2 separate regions of the Zea mays genome follow, and region 2 is linked to region 1. Evidence: chromatin contacts called from public Hi-C data. All regions are on one chromosome and are shown on one strand. Each heading gives the region's core, a stretch centred on a gene start, on an enhancer-like site or on the middle of the called end of the contact. The rest is flanking DNA. Distances are from core to core; before and after follow the strand shown. Region 1 holds the start of LOC100273259. Region 2 has its middle 32 kb from the start of LOC100273259.

Region 1 (6,490 bases), core at 731-3,230:
TCAGTTCCAGCGCGAGATCATCACCGGCCCTGGCTCGGGGAGCGAGTGACATGTGATCGTTGATGCGGTCCTGGAGATGTCGAGAAAGTTCGGCTGACGGTGCACCGGAGGCATTCAGGGGTTTTACGCGGTGACCGAGGTCTCCATCGCAACGCGTTCGGGGTAGAGCACGTCCTCCGCCTTCTCGGCCTCCTCCCACAGCTCCGGCAGCGCTTCCCTGATGTTGTGGATGCTCTCCAGCGCGTGGTCCGCGCCTTTCACCCGCTGCGATTTGCCCACCAGCACCGTGTGGAGGCCAATCTGCTTCCCGGCCTGGATGTTGCGTACGCTGTCGTCGAAGAAGATCTGCAGGAGATCAATCAGGTAAAGCTTTCGTCAGGGAGAAGATGGTCAAGCAGAATAAAAAATAATAAAAAATGTTTCTTCAAGATGTGGATGCGACGTCAGGAACAGGAATGGAAATTGTGTTGGGTGCCAGAGCTCGGAAACTCACCGCCTTGTGCGGGTTGACGTTGGCGATCCTGAGCGCCTCCTCCATGGCGTCCACGTTAGGCTTGCACAGGACGGGGGTCTTGGGCAGCTCGTCGGCGGTGCCGGAGCGGGCGAAGTGGCCGGCGATGTCGAAGATCTCGGGCTCCTGGTCTCCCTGCGGCGGGCAGGGCGGGTTCAGGGTCTCGAAGCAGATGATCCCCTCGAAGCAGTCCTCCAGGCCCAGCCTCTTGAGGGCTCTCACGGCGTGGACCATGTCACCGTTGGTGAATATCTGGAACAGGTACGTACGTTTCAGCAACTCGACTCTTGCCCGAAGGAGGAGAAATTTGTGTCGCCTGAGGACGACGCTTACGAGTTTGCGGATGCGCAGGTTCTTGAGAATGTGCTTGAGAATGGGGTCAGGCTTGATGTTGTCGTACGGCAGCCTTCCATGGACGAAGGCGTGGTACTCATCGTAATCGAAGCTGTAGCCGATGGCCTGGGAAATCCAAAGGAATGGGGAAAAAAAGGTAGGGCCTTTTTAGCTCACTGATTCACTAATAGAAAAAGCAAACAACTCAAAGCAACAGGGAAGCTGCAATACACGTACCCTGAGTCCAGCCATCGTGGTGCCGTAGTTCTTGTACAGCAGATTGCCCAGGTTCTCGATCTTGGTCTCGTCAATACCCAGCTTCTCAACCATGTAATCTGAAATGAATGGTGGCAAAAGCGAAGAGTTGCAGGCACTCAGCTCACTGAACTTTTAGACAGTAAAAAAAGAAGAAGCAGGCAGTAACAGCAGGAGAACAGGAACCTCACCTTCAATGTTCTTCTTGACATGGCCTGCGATCCCGGCGCTCAGCGGATACAGGGTGTCGTCGAGGTCTGTAGGCGAGAACCGATCAGAAAAACCCTTGCATTCGGTGAGGAGGCAGAGCAGAGGGAGGAGGAAACAGCAGGACGGAACAAAAATATGACAGCAACGGGCCGCGACATTTTCGCAGGAAGCAGAGCAGCGGCTTACCGAAGAGCAGGCAGTCGAACTTGGGCTCCTGGACCTTGTGGCAGCGGTCTTCGAACTCCATGTCTGAGGACTGTGGTGAAGGGCGAGCTGCAGAGAGGAATCGAGATTAGCAGGCAGTCCGAACACTTCTCCCGATAATTAATTCCAAGCCAAATTCCGATTCGGTCATGTCATTATTTACGCCCCCTCAAAATTTTATCATTCTTTCTAGAACCCTGAAAAACTAAATCACTATTTCGATTTTCAAATCTAATAAGCAATCCCGTCCTTTTTCCCATCCTCGGCGCAGAGTTCATCAGAGCTCTGAACTGACCCACATTTCCAGCGGCCAAGAACGCGAGCATACCTAGCAGCTCAAGGCTCGCGGGGCTGCGCTGCAATGCAACAGCTAACGGAGGCACGCAGCGGCAGAGCTGAGGGAGCAGCGGCGAGACGAGTCTCGAGGCTTCAAGAGAGCTCTGCCAACCAGAGGCGAGAGAGAGCAGGAGGCGGAGGGGGAGGAGAGGAGGCGGGGGCGTGTTGGTTTATATAGCCGAGCGAGCCGTGGCTGGCTGGCTCCCCGGTCGGAATTAGCAGCCGCGGTTAGCAGCTGACCAGTCCAATGGCGTGCGCTTGTTAACTCGCTTAACCCCAGTTGTTAATAGCCTCCGGAGCAGTGCCACCCAGCTGTCGCCCCATGATTGGCCCTAACAAAACGATGGGGGGCAGTGATTTTCCCCCACTTCTTCCCGAACTGCCCCCTCAATGTTTCTGGAAAGTTTTGGGACGGAGCGTGTTGCCACGGGAGGACATAACAGGAATTTTGATAGCTGGAGTAGGCACAAAATTATTATGGCTTGCATATTATATATTACTAGTACTTCATATTCATATGGACACGGTTAACACACGCTCGGTCATGTTATTAGCATGACTGGTAGGGGGCGCACAATCTTTTTTCCAGTCGTCCACCACTCGCCATCCCTGGTGGTGAAACACCGTCTTCGTTGATGCTCATGACCACAGCCATCTCTAATCTCAATAATCTTCTTCAACTCTAAAATAAGTGTTTGTTTTCGACATGACTTGGGTGCTAAAATACCGCCCACCTTTCAACCGTCTACCATCGGTCTCTCTCCCATAACTCAGAGTGACGTCCCCCACCTTTATCGTCACCTCAAACTTCGTCGGTCTCAACAAAATCTCTTTTAGAGAACACAAAACCCCCAATTCTGATACTACAAAATGTTACCAACTAACCTGGTTCGAGGTTGTTGTATCTACTAAACTTATTCTTAGAGGAGGGCTCATGGTCATCAGATTCGCTCAGACTTATGAGAGGAGAAGAGTGTAGAGGTAAACTCATGGAAAGGTGACATTATTGGGTCCTTGTCTGCCATGGATATGAGGGGAGAAAGGATGAAAAAATATGCAAAAAGATGAATAAACTAATGAAGATGTGTGCAGAGTGCGAACTAAGAAAAGATAACACAATGGAACAACATGCATGATGTGTGTTGCCTATCTCTATCTAGATCTAGACCTATAACTAATAGTTTAAAATGTTCTTTCTTTTCTCTCCCACTCTCTCTCCGCCTGTTTCAAAATTGATGTGATTATTTTCTAAAAATTCATATATATACATCTAATATTAAAAATAATCTACATCTACATCTGCATCTAAGTCAATTCACTATCAATTTAATATACACGATTATTATTTATTACACTAATTTTATTATAGACATTAAAATTTATATGATTAAGGTTGGATCAAGTCTAATTAAAACCAACAAAAATAACTAACCCATCATGAGCATCGTGTACCATATCATACAAACCCGATATGTTTGCAATAAACAAAACAAAATCTAAAGGATAGTACCCACTAAGAGACTCCCCTTTTGAGTTGCCTTGTGAGAGTAGGTACTCCTCATGTGTCAGCCTCCCACATTGCTAGTCACGCCTATTCCAATGTTGGTAGAGAATGCCACAGTGATAGCTACAGATACTCTAAATTGGTCTATTTTAGGCTGAGTCCAGCAGGACGCAAAAACGTGTCGCGGATGCATTGTTTTCACAGCGAGCGTCATTGTAGCGTCATCCAGGAGATACCAGATGCAGTTGCGTAAAAGAGGCATCCCCTCCCTCTCTCCCTCAAACTAGTGTTCCCTCTCTCTTCTTCCCCTCTTTACGCGAGCGGCTGGAACTCGCGTCTGTTTCTGCGACGCGCTCGTCTTTGTGGCCTGGTGCTTTTCGCGTTCGCGCTCGGGATCCGCTGGAGTCAACCTTAGTAGCACTCATGTACCTTGTACAAAGACATGGACCTAGATAGTTGATGACAACCCGATAGTACATACTCAAATGATACTCCATACATACAATTGTTTGAGCCCACCTTTCGGATTTTTGCTGTCGACATGTATATGTCTTATCTTCCCCATCGGCTGACCCTTAGGTGATGGTCCTTGATGACAAAGGGGTGAGGTCTAAAGTATGTGGTATAGGGGTTGTATGGAGACAGAGAGAGAGGATAAGAGATACACTCTGCTCTTATTTGCTATATTCTCTATGTGTGAATCTCTCATATGTACTTTGTTTTACATACTCATGCATTGTATGATACACTTTCTGTAGTTGCATAAGTATGATATGGTTGTGATGTTGTGACATGTCTTCTTCCCCTACATATGCTATAACATGTCACATATGCTCATTTATGTTTCTTATTTCGCATATGTTGCAAACAAGTTTATTTTTTCATGTACATGAGCTTACTCTTACTCCTACATTGTACATGTCTATGGACTTTCATTTATGAACCTAAACTAACATATCATGTTTCAGCTCTAAGAGTTCATATAAATAAGATTCCTTTAAAAAACCTCACTTCTTTTAAGATACATTAGATATTGTTGTCATCAACTACCAAAAAGAGGGAGATTGAAAAAAAATCTAGGATGTTAGTGGTTTTGATGATTAATGGCAACAAAGATTATTGTGGCTGATGTATGTTATGAAGAAGCAAATTACGGTTAGGTCACAGTGATGGAGATCGTTTGGACAATCAATGGTTTTCATGCTTGGATTATGGGTTTGGTTTCTGTTTTTAAAGGATGGATGGCAAGGTTAAGGACGAACTAGTTCTAAGTGTCGTTTGGAGTTAAAAGACACTTAGAAATTAAGACCTTTTCGTTTGATCTTACTATAATAGCGGGTATGAACTAGTTGCTTGACCTAGGTAAGTCCATTGAGTTTGTTGTGGTGCATGTTTTTATCTCTACGTAGCTTAGGTAGTTCCTGAAAGAAGTAGTGGCTTTGCCCCTGTACTTCACATCGTCAAGTTTCTATAATGGAGCAGGCCTAAGCTTGTTCTTCATTTTCAAAAGGAGGTCCAAAATCATAAGTTGAATTTTAGAGGGTAAAATAAGAATTGCACTTCCATATAGGGAAAGAAACACAATAGCCCCAAAATAAAAAGATAAAAAAAGAATGACAATAACTTCAGGCTAGAGTTGGAGCTTATTTCAATAGATGATGTAATGACATGTCAAAAGAAAACACTTTAATCAAATAAATAAAATTATTTATAAAAAATTATAAAAATCTAAACAATAAACAAACTAGCTACTAGAGCTATTTGCACGGACTGGTCTACTAGTTTATAGTAGGCAGAAGAAGAGACTAGAGAGAGCGCGTTGCAGGAACGCGGACAATACCGATACACACGTATTATGCACGAGGCATTATAGTATGAAGAGCAAGTTGTTTAGACGAATTAAACGAAGGAGACCCGACCGGGCATTGCGTGCCAGTTGCCACCCGGTGACGTGTGTCCTGATGCAAGTTATTCGATCACATACTTGTTCCAAAATATATGGGCACAGAGGAAGGCTGCAATTATGTGATGGTAGAGGATCACTGATGCGCCGATTAAATATATTATATAGACGATAATGGAGCAAGCAACCGAAGGAATCTTGAGAGAAGAAGCCAAGCCGTGCAGAATTGTGAGGATGGAACGGGGGAACCAGTTTTTTTTTTTTTTTTTACTGTGGCTGGCAGTAGAGATCGCACAGGAATATCGCAAGGATAATATGGGAGGCTTGTGGGAAAAAAATCTGGAATGGTTGGATCAGAGGGCGAAAGGGTTCGTGTGGTTGTGTAGGCGCAGCAAACTAGAGCCGCGCTTCCCTCCCTCCCTCCCTCCCTCTCTGAACAACGCATTTGTCCTCTTCGACTTGCCCATTGCCCTCCTCCGCTAGAGAACGGTCTCCTCCTTTTCTTTGACACGACTCGTCGCTGAACCAACGCATATGTCGATTTTTCTTGCATGGGAGATCACACACCTGTCGGGAAAGAAAAAAAACTTTGAACGTGCGAAGATTTCACCGGGGACTCGTCCATCGATCCAGCGGCGTGCATGTCTGTGGATCGGCGCGAACAGAGCTAACGGCTCGCAAGGTCAATGAGACGCTAGCAGATTTTTGCCACTGACTGACAGGCACGAATCATTTGGGTGTCCAATTATTGGTGCAAATCATTTGATAATGGCCTTGATGGGCCGCGTGGCGTCCGGAAGTCACTCATTTTCGCATGGCGCAGGGGCCGACGCGTCAATAGCCCTCATCAGAATCAGATAAATACGCCCATCGTGATCCTAAAAAAGGAATAACTTCTCGAAACAAAACAAAACAAAAAACTTCCGGTCGAAATGAAATGGTGTCCCGTCGGCCGTCGTGGTCCTTGGTGCGACGAGAGACGGAACTCGCGTGGTAAAAAAAAATAAAAATAAAAAATCGCCGTCGAGTCGTGTAGCGGCCGAGCCAACGGGGAGAGAGCACCGCAGGGCCGCGCGCGTCCAGGGGAACCGGACGAGGCATATTCGCTCCGGTGATTGGTGACTGCAGGAGCGCCTGCGCCGGGGGCGTCGTCTGCCGCTGCCCGGGTTGACATCAAGCGGCCATGACCGACAGGCACGGGTACGTACGATCACGCGCGCTATTATACGCGCAC
Region 2 (6,308 bases), core at 811-3,310, 33 kb before region 1:
TCCAACCTGACGACGCAACCTGCCAACAACTCTATGGATTATTCATGTGCAAATCCGTGGACGAGAGAGAGAGACAGAGAGAGGATTAAGATTAACTCATGGATGGTGTTTCCAGCCGCGCTGGACTAGGAGCAAAGATCCAGGGCTGGATGATTTACATGACGCATGACAGGCTTAACAAAAAGCATTCCGATCCAAAATCCACTTCACCCTTCTGATCAGCTGATGGGACACCATGCGGGACGGGACGGGATCGCTGGGCGACCTGTGGACCATCTCCTGCCTGCCGGCTTGTCCGATCCCCGTGCTGCAGGGGGTGGGGCAGCACGGTGGCCACGAACGCCGCCGCGTCTAACACGTACCACTCCTCCCGTGGCTGTGTTCTCGGAAGAATTCCACGCCACAAGTGCAGACCCCCACCGCGTCTCCCGGGGATAAGCGCTGAGCTGGACTCGGCTTGGATGGCCTCTAGCTCCAGCGACGCTTTCTTGAGAGCTCATTCAGGGCATCTAGCCTATAGCCAGCCCGGCCCACCGGAGCTCTTGTCTCCTAGCTGCCTGCCTTCTACTTGTATAATTCCTCTGTTGCCATCATCGCCCTCAAATCATCTGCTAGCTTCCTGTCCAGGAAAACGTCAAGAAGGGAGCGATGGACTCATGCTCTCTGGTCATGGTTCAGAGCTCTCAGCCAAGCTAATAAGCTCGTCACTATTTTAATTTCAGTGGAAGAGATGAGCTAATAAGTAGTACTCCCTCTGTTTCTTTTTATTTGTCGCTGGATAGTGCAAAATTACACTATCCAGCGACAAATAAAAAGAAACGGAGGGAGTATTTTTCAGTGGAATTGAACACGCAGCATGATGTATGAGCTATGTGTACGCAACGCCAACGCAGCCCATTTCAGCTTCAGTCCTTGTCAGTGTCACTAGCTAGGCTACGTGTGCAAGTCCTAAACTAGAAGGAAAAAGTTCTCCCGTACCAGCATTTAAATCTGCCGCGCGATCGGTAGGGATCGTGCGGACGGCAGACGGTCGACGAAAGGTATGTAAAACGCAGCCAATCAGTGCAAGCTAAAATGGACGGCCAGCAGCACACTACTCTCCAATTACATTACATATATGAGTGGGATAACATTTGTGACTAAGAGAGACCGGTTCTTGTGCCTACATGATATGCTAAACTTCTTTCTATACTAGGTTCGCCCGCTCGACGGGCGGCACTAGCTTCCACTTCCACACACTAATTATTGTTGTTCGTCCTACTAAACAAACCTTGTTGTTTAGCAGCCTGCTAGACGTACGTACGATGCACAAGGTACCTCCGAAGAACCTCCCTTTCAGGCAGCGCAACCTACGCGCTACGCTTTATGCATGCCCACCGAGCTGAGACAGTGTAGCCCCCGAGAGAAACAAAAGGCAAGGCACCAAAACTCGCAGGGCGGCCACCATCTGTGGTGGTGGCCAAGCTAGCTAGGACAAGCAGGCGGCACTGAACGTTGCATATATAGCAAAGCTGGACGCGACGGCGACGGCGACAGCGACGCGGCCGTCGGTCCGCATCGCTTATTGGAAGGGAAATAAAACACCGGCCGTGAGGGCTGGTGGGCAACGGACGACGGAAGTGCGCGCGCGCGCGACGGGAGAGGACAGCCACTCTCCGCGGCCGTCCGCGCGAGGCCGGCCGTCTCGTCTAGCTCTAGCTCTAGCCCCTGTTGGTTTATGTTCATTCGCTGGAGCCCCTTTTGGTTGGCTTTGGGCTTTGCCCACCGAGAAAAAAAAGCGACGAGCGAGCTGAGAGCGGAGAGCCTGAGACGACGTACGTGCGCGCACTTGCGTTCCAACGCTGACCAGCACTGCAACGTACGCCCACCACCGCCACAGCCCACAGCCGCTATTTGTTTCGTTCGTTCGTTGTTGCATGGGGTTGGAGGATGCGTTGCTGCTGGTGCGATGTGAATCGGAGCCACAGGCGATCTGGAAGTTGCCGGCCGGTTCCGCCGTCCCTCTCTCCCTCGCCACCGACAACGGCGCCGACCCCACCGGCTCCTTACGTACGCACGCATACAGGCCCCTACAGCTAGCAGCAGCACATCATCGATCTCGTTTGGCTGCCTCTCTCTCTCTCTCTCTCTCTCTCTCTCTCTCTCTCTCTCTCTCTCGGCATATCAGGATCAAGGTGCCGTGAGCCAGCCGTCGTTCATACATCATTATTTGCACGAGTATATATAAGACATACAACAACGTGGCATTTGTGTGCTCGTTTAATTTCAGACAGCAGCTAGCTGATGCCATCATTTACTGGCCGGTCTTCTGTCGACGCAACTGCTGCGTCGACACCTGATATACAAAATTGTTGTTCGACCGTGATGGCATGCACGCTCTTATGTAAAGCTCGCGGCTGAAGCTAGGGAGAGTAATAACAAAATGTGTATTCCAGCGCACCAATCTTTCTCAGAGAAGCAAAGTGGTGCCTGGTTAAAACAAAACAAAATCAACTTGCTACTCGCATCTAGCTGTCAGGCTGTCTCCCGTATGTGGTTTCGTCGTTTGTTCCCTACTCCGTGCCACTCTTTGGTACGATAGTACTTGCTACTAGTACTAGGCTAGCCAACAGGAAGGTGAAGTGACTAGTGATTAATTGAAGTAACTCCCTTCTTCCATCTAGACAAGAATTATAGTATAGTTTTAATCCAAATTAAACTATCTTAAATTCGACTGAATTATATAAAAGAACGTTGACATTTTATACTATTTTAAAATAAATGTAATTATATTCATTAACTATTTAGAGTCACAATAAATAGTACTTTTTTATATAAACTTAGCTAAGTTTAAAATAGTTTGATTTAAGAAAAATATAGCGTCGATGTGCCGTAAGGGAATGGAGCGTAGCTTAACTGATTGATTTTTTTTTGTGGAGCTTAGCCATCTAGATTTAAGTATTCGACTTCATGCTAATGTTCATATTTTTTCTGAATAGTGGTAGGTGATGTATTTAATTATTGACAGCAAGCTAGGCATTTATGATAACTTTATCGATTTTGCGAGTGTCAGTCTCTCAACGAGATGCTCGTGGGCACTAAGTTGACGAGGCACAATATGCTCCTTGTGTTTGTTGTGCTGCTTGTAGAGCTCCGAAGGCTGTATGCTCCATACATTGTTGTGCTTCGAGCCAGGCTAAACATGTTTTAAGAGTGTTTGGGCTCCGTATCAAAACTCTAAGGCCTGGTGGCAAGGAGAATTGTAGGTGACTCACGAGGAATAGCAAGGGTTTTTTTTTTCTCATGGATCCTCTTCAATTCCCTGATCACCAAATCAGTTCTAAGAGTTTTTTTGCTAGGAGTGGATTGAGTGAGATTGAAAGAGATTAATCCCCTAATATTCAAAAATATGAGAGGATTTTAATCCCTTCAATCCCCCTTAATTCACTTCTAATCGAATAAGTCCTCATGGCATGTACAACCTTGAGACGGTGGTTTAATTTTCTAAGTATAAAAGACAGTTAAGAGATTGTATGATACAACACTGAGCCCTTTGACCATAAATAAAGTTAAGAAACAATACGTACGGAAAGTCATGTACAGATGTGCTGAGAGTCCGTTTCTTATATCTTTTTAATTAGCCCCTCATAAAAATCTCTCAAAGAGACTTCATGTTAAATGAGGTTGTATATACCTAAAACCTTGTTCAGTTGCACAGCGATAGAAGGAAATTGAGGAGATTAAATTATTTTCTATTTAATTATAACTAGAAAGAGATTTAATACGTTTTTAACCGAACATGCTTGAAGGGGAGTTGACTGAAATCATCCAAACAATCTAACTCTCCAGAGTTGCAAGTTATAGAGTTTTTGAGCTAAATACATTTTTTTGAAAGGAAGCGGCAAAAGACTTGCCTCTTCAATATATTAGAAGAGAAATAGATAACAGACTTCAGAAGACGGAGCAAAAGAAAAAAACGAAAAGAAGAAAAACATACACTAACTCAATCTAACATACACTGCAACTCCCAATTTGATCTTTCACAAATTGCGTAACCTGGATAGCAGATCTTTGAAGTCTCTGAAAGATTCTGTTATTTCTTTCCAACCATATATTCCACCAAATAGAGATGATGAGTCCATCGAAAATCTTCTTTGACTCCTTGCAGCAACGGTTCCTTAATCTCTTCCACCAATCATACAACGAGCCGAGGTTAGAAACGCCACTTAGAAATGACAGATTGGCCCCAGATAGGATCATGTTCCAAACCTCTATAGAAAACAGGCAGTCTTTGCCTAAATGAGGCATACTTTCTTGTGATAAGTTGCAAAGACAACAAATTGGATTGCAAGGCCATCCCCGCTTTTGTAGGTTGTCCGCAGTCAGAATTCTGTTATGCAACATGGTCCACGCGAAAAAACGACATTTTGGCTCAATTCTCGCTTTCCAGATAGGAGAAATTTTGATTTTACAAAAATTCGTTGCGAACTGAATTTTGTATGCACTACTTGAACTATAACTCCCATCTGTCGTCCACCTCCATAAAATAGTATCGTCGAGATCATTGAGTTCATGAGTGCTATTGATACCTTGCCAGAGGGAAATGAATTCTTTTATCTCATCCTCATGTGTGTAAGGAGAACAAAAGTGCATCCAGCGATTGTTTGTAAGGGCTTGGCACACTGAGATATTTTTCCTCTTTGCTTTCATGAATAAGGTTGGCGCAGTGTTCTTTGGGGCCTGACCCTGAATCCAGCTTGATCTCCAGAAATCAGCCATTTTGCCATCACCAATTGTTACAACCGTAGATGCATTAAATAGATCGACATCTGCTTTATCACAAGGTAATTGCAACCCAGTCCATGCTTTGTCTCTATTCGTCCATCATAGTCATAGCCATCTAAGCCTTAACGCTCTTGCAAAGCGCTTTAGATCGAGTATGCCAAGACCTCCCTTATTCTTTGGCAAACAAGTTGTAGCCCAATTTATCAGGCAATGACCCCCACTACATGAATCCAAATTTTCTCCTTTTCAAAGGAAGTTCCTTCTTATCTTGTCAATCCTTTTAAGTAACCATTTCTGAGCTGGGAAAACAGTTAGAAGATAAATCGGTTGCGCTGTCAACACAGATTTAACCAAGGTTTCCCTTTCTGCCTTTGAAAGAAGCCTACCTTTCCACCCAGCAAGCCTTTTATTGATTTTCTCAATTAGAGGTTGAAACTCTATTCTTTTAATATTCCTGAAGTGAAGCGGTAGCCCGAGATACTTGCCAGGGAAGTAAGAGTACTTGCCTGGAAAAACTTCCATTAAATTTGACCATAAAGATTCAGGGTAATATATTGGGAAAATCTCTGTTTTCTCAAAATTGATCTTTAGACCTGAACACCATTCGAAAGCTTCTAGAATTCTTTTTAGAACTTTGAGATCTAGTTTGTCTGCTCTAACAAACACCCCGCATCGTCTGCATAAAGAGAACAACGAAACTTTGCCCCATTGGGTAATACCTGGCCCAGTAGCCCCTCATGAGCTGCCCTTTCAATCATTCGTTGTAGGGGATCCATTGCGAGGATGAAGAGAAAAGGCGATAGTGCTAAATACATTTTTTGAAGTGCCTCTTTTACTACTCGTCAGAGTAATAAAGAAGAATCATGTCAAACACGCTTTAAAGCTCCTAACAGCTAGATGGTGCATCTCCTACGTCCTACCTATAAACTTAAACTGGATTTCACGTGAATCACGGTGACGCTTAGTCCCTCTCCGGCCTCTGTTATGACGCACCGGCCGGTGCCACTGCCACACAACTAGAACCATTAAAATCCCGAGGACTTGACTGCTTCATCATCCGTGTGTGTACACGCTGACAAATGGGGATGCACGCAGTTCGTTCTGGTGTTACAAAAGTCAATCGGTATTGCTTACGAAAATCAACCAGGGCCAGTTCGGGACTAAACACTCCCTGTTATTTTGTCCTCATGTCACTAGCAGTCACATCCACGTTGTTTTCACGCTTGTCAGGTCGCCGTTAATTATTGGGCGATAAACCTTTAGAATAACACGCAGTGGCTTGGCAATGTACCACTGGAATGGGAGCTAATTCATTTCATGTCCGTGACCCCCGCCCCACTTGCGCAATGAAAAGTAAAGAAGCCAGACGTCTCATCAGTCGTGGGAGCCATTTGCCGGTTAAGTACTTGGAACATCTGTTGTCTGGTTGTATACACATTTTTTAAAAATTTTAATGAAAGGCATATTGTTGTCTTGGTCTCGCATCAGAAAGTGGGATCTCATAGTCCTTTGGTGCCCCTGCAGTACTCCAGAACTCATCACTT

Evidence for each region. Hi-C and Micro-C count contacts between places; a contact is called where the count stands out from the background.
Region 2: a contact with region 1 is called in a Hi-C map of endosperm, with 4 times the contacts expected there. The contact joins the enhancer-like site here to the promoter of LOC100273259 in region 1. A contact is called at or near these places in 16 of 25 Hi-C or Micro-C datasets (bundle sheath, ear, endosperm and 6 more) and 2 of 3 datasets of contacts at active chromatin or transcription factors (leaf and seedling).

What each region holds. Positions count from the first base shown.
Region 1 is chr1:40,001,894-40,008,383 of Zm-B73-REFERENCE-NAM-5.0, reverse strand. LOC100273259 reads right to left here and starts at 1,980. Exons shown (of 6, transcript NM_001147701.1): 1 at 1,842-1,980; 2 at 1,291-1,582; 3 at 1,082-1,179; 4 at 845-970; 5 at 494-763; 6 at 1-345. The coding sequence starts at 1,174. The coding sequence ends at 124.
Region 2 is chr1:40,035,498-40,041,805 of Zm-B73-REFERENCE-NAM-5.0, reverse strand. No RefSeq gene overlaps it. Among protein-coding and RNA genes, the nearest start is that of LOC100273259, 32 kb to the right of the region's middle. Within about 2 kb of position 2,060, at least 15 of the 20 cell types and tissues checked have an H3K27ac peak or open chromatin away from gene starts, as enhancers often do. A contact at or near this core is called in bundle sheath, ear, endosperm and 5 more, where this site is marked.